Regions from separate parts of the Ovis aries genome. Here region 1 is linked to region 2. The links are chromatin contacts, called in public Hi-C maps. All regions are on one chromosome and are shown on one strand. The core of a region is the stretch at or near the end of the contact, and the rest is flanking DNA. Distances in the headings are between cores, read along the strand shown.

Region 1 (3,656 bases), core at 320-2,819, 57 kb before region 2:
TTTGTCTGTTTGATTTCTTTCATCAGAGTCTTATATTTCCAGAGTACAGATTTTTTTGCCTCCTTTAGGTAGGTTTATTCCTAAATATTTTGTTCTTTTTGATATCATAGTGAATGGGGTTTTTCCTTAATTTCTCTCTCTGACATTTTGTTGTTAGTTTATAAAAGTGCAACAGATTTATGTACATTAATTTTATATCCAGCAACTTTACCAAATTCATTCATGAGCTCTACTAGTTTTCTGGTAGCATCTTTAGGATTTTCTGTGTAAAGCATTGTCATCTCTGTCCAGTGACAGTTTTACTTCTTTTCCAATTTGGATTGCTTTTCTTTATTTCTTTCTTCTTCTTTTTTTTTTTTTTTCTGATTGCTGTAGCTAGAACTTCCAAAATTATGTTGAATAAAAGTGGTGAGAATGGGATTCCTTGTCTTGTTCCTGATCTTACAGGAAAAGCTTTCATTTTTTCACCATTGAATATGATGTTAGGTGTGGGTTTGTTATATATGTTATTTTATATATATGTGGGGGGGGGGTATATGTCAAGATATTTTTACTCTGCCCACTTTCTGCAGAGTTTTTTTTTTTTTTACCATAAATGGATGTTGAATTTCATGAAAAGCTTTTTCTACGTCTATTGAGATGATCATATGATTTTCATTCTTCAGTTTGTTAATGTGGTGTAGCATATTGATTTGCAGATACTAAAAAATTCTTGTATTCCTGGAATAAATCCCACTTGATCATGCATTATGTTGGAGTCAGTTAACATTTTTAATTTACTGTTGGAGTCAGTTTGCAAATATTTTGCTGAGGATTTTTACACCTATATTCATCAGTGATGTTGGCTGTAATTATCTTGTTTTGTGATCCTTTTTCTGGTTTTGGTATCAGAGTGCTGGTGGCCTCATAGTATGAGTTCAGCAGTGTCCCTTACTCTGTAATTTTTTGGAGTAGTTTCAGAAGGATAGGTATTAGCTCTTCTCTAAATATTTGGTAGAATTCATCTGCGAAGCCATCTGGTCCTGGACTTTTTGTTTGTGTTTTAAATTATTGATTCAATTTCAGTACTGGTAATTGGTTTGTTTATACTTTCTGTTTATTTGATATATTCTTAATTATTCTTCTTGCTCAAGCAATAGCAAGTGTATTCATAGTCCTAGTAGCAAATAAATTAATCTTCCCATGTTCTGACTGCTCAGTTTATTTACATAGACAGCTGACCCTTGAACAACATGGGTTTAAACCACACTGGTCACTTCTACATGGATTTTTTTTTTCACAGTAGCATATGATCGCAGTTGTGCAGGGCAGAGACCTGCTGATCCAAGGTCACTGAAGAAGTAGACTTGCTGGGGGGACAGAGGCCTGTGGGCCTTGCTGCAACCAGACTGGGCTATCCCTTAGCTCTCTTTAGACTGTGTGCCCTACCACGAGACCACCCAGTCATTTGGCACCTCCCCTGAGACACCTGATCGCTGAGAACCTGCCTTTCAGAACCTGCCCAGCTGAGTCCTAGGCTGATGGCCGGGTCCTCACTGGGTGGTGCCCAGCCCGAGCACACAGCAGGCCAGCTGGTTGTAGTCCTTTCAGGCACCTCCCATGACTACTTCCTCCTGCCTGAGGACTGTCTCTAGGCCTGAGGAGAGCTGGCTGTGTGATCAGAGAATGGCCTTTGGAGTGTGGCACACCTGGAACCCCTTCTTTTTAATAAGGGAGAAAAAGACCAATGTGATCATTATTAGAGAAATGCAAATCAAAACCACAATGAGGTACCACTTCACACCAGTCAGAATGGCTGCGATCCAAAAATCTGCAAGCAATAAATGCTGGAGAGGGTGTGGAGAAAGGGAACCCTCCTACACTGTTGGTGGGAATGCAAACTAGTACAGCCACTATGGAGAACAGTGTGGAGATTCCTTAAAAAATTGCAAATAGAACTACCTTATGACCCAGCAATCCCACTTCTGGGCATACACACCGAGGAAACCAGAATTGAAAGAGACACATGTACCCCAATGTTCATCGCAGCACTGTTTATAATAGCCAGGACATGGAAACAACCTAGATGTCCATCAGCAGATGAATGGCTAAGAAAGCTGTGGTACATACACACAATGGAGTATTACTCAGCCGTTAAAAAGAATTCATTTGAATCAGTTCTGATGAGATGGATGAAACTGGAGCCGATTATACAGAGTGAAGTAAGCCAGAAAGAAAAACACCAATACAGTATACTAACACATATATATGGAATTTAGGAAGAGGGCAATGACGACCCTGTATGCAAGACAGGGAAAGAGACACAGATGTGTATAACGGACTTTTGGACTCAGAGGGAGAGGGAGAGGGTGGGATGATTTGGGAGAATGACATTCTAACATGTATACTATCATGTGAATTGAATCGCCAGTCTATGTCTGACGCAGGATGCAGCATGCTTGGGGCTGGTGCGTGGGGATGACCCAGAAAGATGTTATGGGGAGGGAGGTGGGAGGGGGGTTCATGTTTGGGAATGCATGTAAGAATTAAAGATTTTAAAATTTAAAAAAAAAAAAAAAAAGACCAATGTGAGTGAGAACTTGAAGGGAGACAGGACTTGCAGGATGGTTAATACTGGTCCAGCCACAGGGCAGCCAGGGATTCAGAATTCCCGACCCCCCAGTCACCACCAAGTCTATTTCAGGAGTTCCTGCTACTTCTTCAGGAACTGCTAGAATAATTCCTGTGATCTCCTCACAGAACATCAGGACTCCACTAACTAGCCACAGGCCCACCCAACAAAGTCGCTAAGTTACCCAGACACACACTGCCATTTTCTTGGCTTTCTTATCTCACTTGTGAGACCCAAATCCTGGATCAACGCCTGCCTCACCAGTCAGTGCCCAAGAGACTGCAGACAGTCTCCATACACTTTCTGTGCAACATTTCCTTGTCTATGGAATAGTTATGATATTATACACTTGGTAGGGTTGGTGCAAGGGCTCGAGATAAAGTAAAAACAGAAGCTGGTACATAAAACACAGGTAATGGTATTTAGAGAATCGATATTATATCACGCAGTCATTCATTCAATATGTACACACCAGGTCCTGTTCTAGGAGTTGGGCAGACAGCATTGAAAAAGACAACTTGTCCTCATGAAGCTCAGATTCTGGCAGCAAAAGCAGACCAGACACACCTAGTCTACAATGTCATGAAGTGACCCACATTCAGAAGAAAATCGAAGCGTGGGATAAAAGGAAAGTGACAGGTAGGATAGGGTGGTGGCTGTTTCAAGGAATGCCTGCCTGAAAAGGTGATATGAGCAGAAACCTAAAAAAAAAAAAAGGGCAAAGCATTACCCATGCACATACCTAAGAGAAGAGCATTCCAGGCTAGGAGAACAGCAAATGTTAAGGCCCTGAGGCAGGAGCCATCTGACATGTTTATGAAAAAGCAAGTAGGCCTTAAGGATTGGGAGAGAATAGTGGAATAGTGGCCAGGGGCCAGATCTAGGATCTCATAAACTATACTAAAATCCTGGAATTACTCCAGGAATGATGAAAACCACCAGAGGGTTTTGAGCAGAAAAAAACAGTGTGATCAGATTAAATCTAGAAAGCGTCACTGCAGCTGCTGATTATAAAATAAACTGTAGGGCAGCAAAAAAGAAATAG
Region 2 (3,629 bases), core at 1,104-3,603:
TCTATACTTTGGCAGTGTTACAGACCACTTAAAACCATTAAAAAATTTTTTCCAGGTAGTTGGGTTTCCTGCAAAATCATTAAGGGTAATTCTCTACAAAGCTATACTCTGCAAAGTCTGAACACATGCAACTAACTGAGTCATATATATGTTTTCATATTTATTCAGTTTTTACCTGAGAGTATTATTCATAGGCTTGTCCTACCAAACTTGTACCTTGGTGGACACCTGAGAAATACTTCAGTGCTGGGCTACCAGGAGTTTAGAGCTGCAGAGCAGTTAACTAAAACTGCCACCTGTTATCCTCCCAAAAGAGAGAGTAGTATTTTTCAGGAGTAGCAAAATAATGAGGCTGCCACTTAAGGAGATCAAACTGTTCCAAAATGTAAAACACAAAACAATCACATTTATCTCTGTAAATACAAGTTATCTACCTTTCAAAGGTTTTTAAGGGGGCATGGGGGCATTTAAAAAACTTCAAGACCACAAAGAAAAAATTTCCACTCTATCCTCTTAATGTATTTCTAGGGAATTAATGAGGTCTGTCTCCTACACCATTTCTATTTTTAGCTCTGACTGGCAGAGAATGAAGCTGACTCCTTAATGAGGGTGAGCCAGGAATTTATTTGGCTTTATCTAATCTGCCCTGCTAAAGGAATTAGTCACGGGAGGTAGTGCAGATGTAGGTAGGGAGTAGCTGGACTGACAATGCTGAGTCACAAGGATCTCTTCCGCTTCTGGCAGCCTCCAACGTGCTTAGACACGTTCTGTCCCAGAGAAAATCCCCATGATGAAACTAGCACATCTCGGCTGAAAGTCCAGCCACACGCTTTAATGGGGCAAAGGCTCCCGTCTCTTAACCCTCGCCCATTTCAGATCTGGAGTCAGGCGACTCTCAGCACTCACGAACTTCCTGCCAGGACTCTAACCTCGAGCTGCCCGCAAGTCCCCTTCTCCCTTACCGTCACCAGCACGCAGTGCAGGTCCGGGGGCTGCTCTGCGCCCTCGCTGGCTGCGGGGCCCGCATCGGTCTCCAGGAGCAAGAGTTCGGCCAGCCGGCCCGGGTTGCTGACACGCAGGATGTCGATATCATTCTCGCAGCAGAATGCCTGGATCAGGGTGAAGTGGATCTGCAGAGCCACGTCCCTGTCGTCGTCCTCGTCCGCCGCCAGCAGGCACAGCACCACGTTATCCGGGTCGCTGCGGGCAGGGAACGAACGGGCTGGTGAGCCCAAAGGCAAGCCCCGCCGCGTGGCAGCCTGCACCCCCCGCCCAGGTGTCAGGGGTCGCGCCCGGGTCCGCTCACTCCCCCTGGGACAAGTAGCCACGGGACAGATGGCACGCGGCAGGAAGTGGCGCTGCAGGGCGAGGGGAGACCAGTGAAAGCGACCTTCTCTGGCTAGGGCGAACAGGAGAACCAAGAGGGTCACGCGAGGGCTCCACTTACACGTTGAGCAGCTTGGCCGCCTCGTACACCCCGACGGTGATGGTGCGCTGACTCAGGGCTTTGCTGAGCACTTCCTCGAGGGCATCCCCCACCTTATCCATCCTACACGCGGGAAGAAGCAAGGGGATCCCGTCACACTAAGCCCCTCCGGGTAGTCGCCGCCTCCTCGCCCTGCACCGCGACCCTCCCAACCGAGGGCACGCGCAATAGCGCCCCTCGACCTTTTGCAAACCAGGACTCCCTGGGATATCATCCCCTTCCCCCCATAACCCTTACGCCCAGAGGCCCGGCATCCTGTGAGCAGCCCCGAGAGTGACATCCGCCACCCTTTCCCTAGTGCTCTACTAGTCCTTGGCGCTGGGTGCAGCCACAGGCTGTCGGCCGCAAGAGCTGCACGGGCAGGGACGGTCACGTCTGCCGTTTGCAAAGCCTCGAGGGGCTCGACCGGCGTGCGGGGTACGCTCTTCCCGTCCACGCGCGCCTCCGGAGTGTTCCAGAGGAAGAAAGGCGGGATAGGAGGTACCCGCTGCAAACTTTGAACCACTCGCTCCCCATTAACCTTGCATAGCCCAGCAGCACCGGAGTGCGCGCAGGAGGCAAGCAGAGTTCTGGCAGAGGCTCTGGCCGACTTACCTTTCGGTCTTTTGCTCTCCAGCCGAGAATTCCTCCAAAGTCATATTGCAACTGCAGGTCGCCCACAGAGAGAGAGCGGCGTGCGAGCTGCTCCTGCCACCGGCGGCGCGCGGGCGCCTGCTTTCCACACTCCCCTGCAGGCTCCTCCAGCGCCCGCCACCACCGCGCCGTCCGCCCCTCCCGCCCCGCTCGCTCGCTTGCTCGTTAGTCGGCTCTCAGCAGCCCACTCGCCGCTAACCACGACACTAACTCCACAGCTGCCCCACAGCCACTGAAGGACAAAGGCCCCGCTCCCAGGAGTTATCCTGCCAACCCCCAGCCAACCACCATCCTCTTCATTTGCATACGCGCAGCCATTGGGCTATGCAAATCAGCCTGTTCAGACAATTTGACCTCAGCTCCAGGAACCAGGCGGAGAGGAGCGGAAGAGGGAGGGGCCAGGAGGAAAAAGAGCCTAGGGGGCGCGGGCGGGCGGGGTTCCGAGCCTACTCTCACCCGGTAGGCGGGGCGGGTAGGAGCGGAGATCTTCGTAGGGGGGCGGGGAAAGGAGGGTGTCTTCAGCTTGGGCTGGAGCTGGCTGCCAAGTGTTTTTCTTGCTGGTGCGCTTTTTTTTTTTTAATTGTCGTTTCAAGTCTTTTGTTTTGGGGGGCTGCTATTAACATCTATTTTCAGGGTTAATGCACCCAAGTCTAGTAATTATTAGTACGCAGGTTATATAAAAAGAGTGTATCCAGACTTCTGGGGCAAAGTTTACCTCAGAAGTGTTGTTTATGTAAGTCTAAGCAAAGCTGCTTATTAGTAGTAGTATTATTTCGGTGCCCTGATGGCTGGTTTGATTTATTTTTGGAAACTTGCAAGGGTTGGAAGCTCAAAAAAGAAAAATCAACACATTTGTGTTTGGTGGTGGCAGGAAACCAAGTTGGAATCTTTTATGCAGAAAGCAGAAAGACTTCCCACCTGCCCAGGGTAACTGTGGAAAACTGAGTTCAGGAGGAGCTGGTTACTACATGTATAACCATTTTATCCTAGCCTCACAACCCCAATTCACCTTTCTCAGCCTTTCCCAAAGGAGGATCCTTCTGCAGGGCACCAGCTAAGAGACAAAAGTCTGACACCCACACAAGGCACACATCTAAACTCAAAATGCTCTGGATATGCCCTCAGCTTCCTTTCATAAGGCAAGTATGTCACTACCTTCCACAGGGGGCCTATGATCTCACTGTGAATTATTGATGTTAGTTGCTGAATCATGAAGTTGCCGCTATAGGTCCTTTTAGTCATAGGCTAAAATTTCACCTTTGAGATAATGGCAATCTGTGGGTGGAAAGAAAGTAGTAGTTCTACATTTTTGAAAAACAAAATTGAATGTAGAGTTTGAATCGGTTGAAAGTTCTTTGTATCATGAGTTTATGCAATAAATGCAAAAATATGTGTTAAACCTACTGAAGTCACCAAAAGTGGTAAAAAAAGAAAAAAAAATACTCCCATATGCTTGCTTTCAAAACAATGCTTGCATTTTTAAGGTCACTGTACAGACAAAGGTCACAGA

Evidence for each region. Hi-C and Micro-C count contacts between places; a contact is called where the count stands out from the background.
Region 1: a Hi-C map of tail adipose tissue shows a contact between it and region 2, with 2.6 times the contacts expected there. The contact joins the enhancer-like site here to the promoter of GADD45A in region 2. A contact is called at or near these places in 2 of 16 Hi-C or Micro-C datasets (omental adipose tissue and tail adipose tissue).

What each region holds. Positions count from the first base shown.
Region 1 is chr1:43,379,919-43,383,574 of ARS-UI_Ramb_v3.0, reverse strand. All of the region lies in intron 2 of GNG12 (G protein subunit gamma 12), which reads left to right. LOC132659276 (a long non-coding RNA gene) reads left to right here. Exons shown (of 4, transcript XR_009599503.1): 3 at 1-1,769. Among named protein-coding and RNA genes, the nearest start is that of GADD45A, 57 kb to the right of the region's middle. Within about 2 kb of position 1,569, at least 8 of the 54 cell types and tissues checked have an H3K27ac peak or open chromatin away from gene starts, as enhancers often do.
Region 2 is chr1:43,323,575-43,327,203 of ARS-UI_Ramb_v3.0, reverse strand. GADD45A (growth arrest and DNA damage inducible alpha) reads right to left here and starts at 2,353. Exons shown (of 4, transcript XM_004002064.4): 1 at 2,081-2,353; 2 at 1,448-1,549; 3 at 963-1,200. The coding sequence starts at 2,124. All of the region lies in intron 3 of LOC132659276 (a long non-coding RNA gene), which reads left to right.